Linked DNA regions of Mus musculus: region 1 is linked to region 2. Evidence: chromatin contacts called from public promoter capture Hi-C data. All regions are on one chromosome and are shown on one strand. The core of a region is the stretch at or near the end of the contact, and the rest is flanking DNA. Distances in the headings are between cores, read along the strand shown. Region 1 overlaps Phldb1 (pleckstrin homology like domain, family B, member 1). Region 2 has its middle 14 kb from the start of Cxcr5.

Region 1 (3,142 bases), core at 496-2,995, 170 kb after region 2:
TGTGTACCAGATACACATGCACACACTATGACAGCCAGAGGTGGTCAGGAAAGGTGTTGGATCCCCTGGAACTGGGGTTAGAGATGATTGTGAACCACCCAGTGGATGACGGGAATCAAATATGGGTCCTTTGGAAAAGCCCCTAGTGCTCTTAACTACCGAGCCATCTCTACAGTCCCCAAGGGCACATTTTTTTTTTTAAATGGCAGAACAGCTCAGGGAAGGAAACAAAGGATCTGAATGTATGACACCCAGTGGCTCCATTTTACCATCGAACCCCAGGCTGGCCAGCAAGTCCCCATCTTCCATTTGAACCCTACGGCCCAGACTTCGCTGTCCTTATCTTCCACATACACTGAAGCCAGGAAACTGCATGTTATATGGGCCTTGGTGTTAGCCATAGACTCTGGCATCACCTAAGCCACGCCCCTAACCCTTTCCTGCTTCTCGATGCTAACACATGGCCCATCCTCTGTCACTGTCTATGCTTGGTGTGGCTGAGACTACAGCTTTAGCAAATCTGAGCTGATCAGGGACAATGCTCCATCTTCTCTCTTTGCAGATAGACCGAGTGGGACCAAAGCAGGAACCCAGGTGGATAACTTCCTAGCAAGGCTAGCCTCCAGATCTTAGGTCTCTGAGTGTATCCCAGAACCTCCAACAGCTCTAGAAGGGCATGGACAGAGATGAAGCGGAATGACAGAGATATAGCTGAATGGCAGATATGTGCTTAGCATTCAGAAGGCTCTGGGCTAGATCTCCAACACCATAAGAAGACATTCAAGGGCAGTAGCAAGGCACCTCAGCTGCAGACTCCTCCTCCACACTCTTTTCCTGGACACACTACTGAGAGCTCTCAGTGTGAGCAATTACACTTTCCCTTGAGAGACTTCGGAGAGCCAGGGTTTAGTAAAACTAACTCTCCTTGCTGAGCCATCATCATCCGCTCTTCTGCCTTTCCACATTAATTCCACACCAGCCCTATAGTTCTCATTCTTACTGACAGTCATTAAGTAACGGAGACACAAAAAGATGTCTTTTGTGTCGTTCACAGAATGTGACTCAACCCCTGGTTACTAGCCTCCATCCTGCACTCAGGCTATGCAGGAGTGAGCAGTGCGCACCTTCCTCTTGCTCACACTGCGCAGCAACTCAGCCTTGCTCCGCAGCAGCCCTTGGCCGGCCAGCTCCCGCTCCTCCTCCACGCGACTCTCACGCTCCAGCTGCTGGAACTCCAGGTCCTCAAAGAGCTTTGTCTCAGTCTCTAGAGCGTCTGCCTCCTTCAACGACAGTGACATCGTGTTTGGGTGTGGGGATGCTCTCAAAGCCACTCTGGGCCAGGAAGGCCAGGCCACAAAGTCAGGAGTTAGGTGGGGCTGGACCCGGGGAAACTGGGGAAGGAACCGGCCCCACCGCCCAACTCCCTCTACTTTTTTGGCTGAGCCCTTTTCGCGGGACATCGCGATCTGGAGCACTGATCCCACCCAACATTGCTGGTCCCCTTCCAAGCCTCTGCACCGACCCTGTTGTCCGGCAAGTACTGCAGGGGCCAGGTGGTCCTGTCCCACCGCTCTCCTATCTTCGGTCAGGGCGGTGGCCCACGGGGGCCGGGGAGGGGGCTGGTGGAACTGACCCTTCTCAGCTGCTCCTGTAACTGTTCCCGCACTGACTCGGGGCAGTTATCGAGCTGCGTCTGGAGCTCGGCGTAGAGCGCCTGGCGGGCCTCCAGGTGCCTCCGTCCCGCGGCCAGCTCCGCCCTCTCCTGGTCGGCGGGAGGGGAGGGAGGCGGGGCACAGGGGAGAGAGAACACACACTCCTCAACTCCGGCCCGGCGCGGGGGGCAGGGGCGAGCACAGGAGTACACCGGGAGTTGGGGGGCAAGCAGCGAGACGGAAGAGAGCAGGAGAAGAAACAGAGGTTTAAGACGGGACTCAGGCAGGGGACGGTGTAACAAAGGCAGAGGTGTGGGGGCAGGGTGGAAATGTTGGTCCCTTTAGAAATGTTTTGGAAGGTCCTAAGACGGGACCTTCCGGTTCCGCTTCAAACTAAAGTTAAAGCCGATGCAAGAAGGCAAGTACCAAGCCTTGAGTTCTATCACTGTTCCGAGACCAAAATTTAACCCTGGGAAAAATGGGGATGGTGGGAAGAGTTAAATATAGGACTGGGGAGTAAACGTGGAGCTAAAGTTGTTAGAGTTACAGCAGTGCAGCAAGGGGACCCCAGCCCAACCCCCATGGCCTCCCTCCCCTCCTGCCCAGGGTGGAGGTGGGGTGCCAGCAAAGCAGGCTGAACTTCAGTAGGGATGAGGGTTGCAATTAGTTCGGCCCGTTGCCATGGTAATAGGAGCCCCAGGAGTGGATACAGGGAGGAGGTGGATGGCTCTGTCTGGGGTGAGATGACACCTCTGAGGGCGGAAAGGGGGACGAGGGAGGAGTTGGTGAGTCACCCCTCTGAAGGACATGCAGAGGAGACACTGTGATTACTGATTCCAAAGCCAGAGTGGGGCCATGGGCTGGAAGCTGGGCGGGAAAGTCAAGAGAACCTTCCCAACACCACCAACAGCATCAGCACCACCACCACCACCACCACCACCACTTCACTATCACGCCTCAAACACCTGGACCGGAGGGAAGGCAAAGTCCTAGGAGCAATCTCAGCTAAGTGAGGCTAGCCAAGCTGCTTGTGGAATGCCTTTCCCCTGTGCTGCACCAGCCCAGTTCACCCACCCATCCTGGAGGGAAGGCCTTGGTCAAGCCAGTCCTGAAGTCTAGATGCTTCTGCCTTGAAATTATCCTGTGTTCTAGGTGGCCTCCAGGGTAGAGGTAGGGAAAGGAACATCTGAATTCAGGGAAGCAAGAATGGGTAGCCAGCCACTCAGAAAGGGCCTCTTCAAGCTCTCCAAGACTGTGCCCACATCTGACCTCCTTATTACTCAGCTCTGGAGGGCTAAGCAGAAGGGACAAACAGTTCACTGCACCTCCAATCCCTGCCCTTCAGTAAACAGGCAACATTATGGAGGCAAAGCCCAGACCTTTCCAGTAGGAGGCGCTGTTTGGGCAGAACATCTCCTTGGTCATGCACATCTCCCCGCAAAACACACACACACACACACACACACACACTCTTATACTCCTCCTGTCAG
Region 2 (3,329 bases), core at 6-2,505:
TACCTGGAAAGGAGGCTTGCGAGTGTGCACAGTGTCTAGTGGGTGCTGGGCAGCTGTGCCCATGGGTTTATCCAGGCAGGCCTCCCCCGGTGGGGGAGGGTAGGCACTGACTTTCCTGTGGAGATGGGTATGGAGTTGCCAAATGCTTCCTCCTCTATTGAAAACATTGTTTAGAAGTTTTCCATTCGCTTATTCATGGAGGGGAGAGCGTGAATGCCATGGTGGAGGTGGAGGTGGAGGTGGAGGTGGAGGTGGAGGTGGAGGTGGAGGTGGAGGTGGAGGTGGAGGTGGAGGTGGAGGTGGAGGTCAGAGGGAGCTTTGCAGGAGTCGGTTCTTTCTTTCTCCGGTACGGGTCCTCAGGCCGACAGGCTCCGTGGCGAGTGCCTTCACCCAATGAGCCATCTCCCTGCCTTGCTGCTTAACCACCCTCACAGTGCCAGGTTCATAGGCAGACTCAATATGCAGCAAAGTTTGTTGAAGGATGAACAAAAGCGTGGGAAATAAGCCTTTAACCTTCGATTCCTGCAGCAGTGGTTGTACATCCACAATAGGCTTGAGGCCCTCGGTTCTGTCTCTAACAATCATGGGGGGCTGGTTGTGGGGGGAAGAACACTTGCCTGAAATCCTACATTCCCTTAAGCAAGGGACCTAGGAGACTAACCAAGACAGGCAGAATTCTTCAGGCAGCAATGCAATCCCACAATCCTCCAGGGTCTTCAGCTGCCACAGAGCAGGTACCACTGAGACTAGAGCCAGAGAGGCATGGAAGCTAGCTCCACAGGAGGGCAACTCACAGGGCCTAGTTAGTTCACCATAAAACACTTAATGATTTAGACTTCCCAGACTTGGGATGGGGAAGAGAACAAGACAATGGACCGAACACCATGACCCAGCCCAGTGCCTAGAAAATGAACTTGCTGTCCTGGAGACAGGCTCTGGTCAACTGCAGGGGGGAAACTCAAATAATTGAGTTCTTGTCTGAGGAGGCTGAGTTGGGAAGATATCAAAGAGAAAGCCTCAGAAATGACCCCAGCAGCTAATGAGGGCCCCTCTGATCCATGATTACTGAACTGTGAGTGAGTGGTGGGTACTGTGTATTTGAGAGAAGAGGACACTGGGGGAGCCCAGCCTCACTCCGGGCTTTTCCCCAGTCACACTGGCCCTGGGAGGCAGCTGGAGGTCTCAGATGGCAGCTGCCTACAGCACTGCTGGGCACAGGGCAAAGGGCACAGGTGTTCTTCTTCTTACCAATTTACTCTCAGAACTGGCAAAGGGCACTGGAATGTGTCACTTTAGTCATAGCTTCTGAGGGCAGGGTACACACCAGGCCTCTCTGTGAGCTACACATTTGTGTTTAAGTAAAAGCAACTAGAACCCAGGGAGGGAAAGAATTTTTTTCAAATGGCTTTTTTTTTTTTTTTTTTTTTTTTTTTTTTTTTTTTGGTCTTTCGAGACAGGGTTTCTCTGTGTATCCCTGGCCGTCCTGGAACTCACTCTGTAGACCAGGCTGATCTGGAACTCAGAAATCCACCTGCCTCTGCCTCCCAAGTGCTGGAATTAAAGGTGTGTGCCACCACTGCCCAGCTCAAATGGCTTCTTTTAATTATTTCTGAAAAATATAATTCTACATCATGAGTACACATGATTTTTCTTTAAAGTTATTGAAATAAAAAATATTTAGATTTATTTTATTACTTTATGTGCATGAGTGTTTGCCTGCATGTGTGTGTGTGTGCACACCACATGTTGTGTAAGTATCCAGACAAGTCAGAAGGGAGCCTTGGATCCCCCAGGACAGGAGTTACATTACAGATGGTTGTGAGTCTCCGGTAGACACTGGGAACCAAATACTAGTTCCTCTGGAAGATCAGCCAGTGCTTTTAACCACTGAGCCAACTCATCACTTCCTAATTTGCTTTTTATGTGTGTGTGCCTGTGTGTCTATTTTTACGTGCATGTCTGTGTACTATATGTGTACAGGAGTCTGTGAAGATTAGAAGAGGGTGTTGGATCCCCTGGTCTGGAGTTACAGGTAGTTGTGAGCCTCGTGTGAGTGCTAGAAATTGAACCTGTGTCTTTAGTAAGAGCAGCCAACTGAGCTGCCTTTCCAGCCTGAGAATACATTGTTTTAAAATTTTATTCATTTATTATTTTAATCTTTAAATTCTGTTTATACTGTATGTATATGGGTTGTTTGCCTATGTCTATGCACACTACCTGCGTGCCTAGTTCTCTAAGAGGTGAGATGTAGGGGTCGGATCCCCTGGGATTGAAGCTTGTGAACTCCATGTAGGTGCTGGGACTTGAACCTGGCTTCTTTGGAAGAGCAACAACTGCCTTAGCAGTAGTTTTTATCTTTTTAATGAATTAATTTAAAAATATTTTGAGCCTGGTGCTGGTGGCACTTGCCTTTAATCCCAGCACTTGGGAGGCAGAGGCAGGCAGATCTCTGAGTTGAGGCTAGCCTGGTCTACAGAGTGAGTTCCCAGACAGCCAGGGCTACACAGAGAAACCCTGTCTCAAAAAACGTAACAAAAAATGTATGTGTAGACCTGTATGTCTGCTGGTGTTATGTGCATGTGAGTGCAGGTACATGGGCAAGAGGCATCGCAGCCTCTGTAGCTGGAGTTACACACGATTATACCATGTGACAAGCAGTACTGGGAGCTGAACTGGACCTCCAGAAGACCAAGCAGCAAGTGCTCTTAGCTGCCGATTCCCATCTCCAGCCCCCCACCTTTTTTCTTCTTTATACTACTTGTAAGTTACTAATCCTAAGTTACATGTAATTTTGGAACACTTTTCACTTAGGATGGTCTCATAAACACTGGAGGTTTTCCCCGTGAAATGCCAGTGCCTAATAGCATCCCCTTCTTCCTCTTGCTATTTCCAAGATGCTAAAGTAATTATTAGAATTAACATGTGCTGGCTATATCTAATCAGTATTGATTATGAAGAGCCTTTTGGTCTCGTTTTCAGGTCTAGGCTCTGAGGAGGAAGCTGTGAGCACGCCTGATCCCTGTCTCCAGAGTCCTGTGAAGTTGGGTTCTGATGGGGAAGGACAGACAGTGAGCAAATGTACTGGGCAGGGTACTGGATTTACTCCTACAATAGAAGGGTATTAGTATCTGTGGAGCAGGTAACACGGGGAGCATACCTTTAATTCCAGTACAGGGAAAGAAGAAGCAGGTTGCTCTCTGTGAGTTGGAGTCCAGCCTGGTCTATGTAGTGAGTTACAGGCTAGGCAGGGCTATACCGTAAGACTTCATCTCAGAAAAAAAGAATAGAAAGAAGTAACACAAGATGAAGTGTGGGAGGGGACAAGCTGG

What was found. Capture Hi-C pulls out chosen DNA fragments and counts their contacts.
Region 1: a promoter capture Hi-C map of liver shows a contact between it and region 2. The contact joins two enhancer-like sites. A contact is called at or near these places in 3 of 115 datasets of contacts at active chromatin or transcription factors (effector CD8 T cells, embryonic stem cells and pancreatic cancer cells) and 3 of 9 other capture datasets (adipose tissue, liver and pancreatic islet).

What each region holds. Positions count from the first base shown.
Region 1 is chr9:44,706,761-44,709,902 of GRCm38.p6, forward strand. It overlaps Phldb1 (pleckstrin homology like domain, family B, member 1), which reads right to left. Exons shown (of 22, transcript NM_153537.4): 10 at 1,125-1,280. Among named protein-coding and RNA genes, the nearest start is that of Phldb1, 27 kb to the right of the region's middle. Within about 2 kb of position 1,746, at least 128 of the 459 cell types and tissues checked have an H3K27ac peak or open chromatin away from gene starts, as enhancers often do. A contact at or near this core is called in liver, where this site is marked.
Region 2 is chr9:44,538,991-44,542,319 of GRCm38.p6, forward strand. No RefSeq gene overlaps it. Among named protein-coding and RNA genes, the nearest start is that of Cxcr5, 14 kb to the left of the region's middle. Within about 2 kb of position 1,256, at least 17 of the 459 cell types and tissues checked have an H3K27ac peak or open chromatin away from gene starts, as enhancers often do. A contact at or near this core is called in liver, where this site is marked.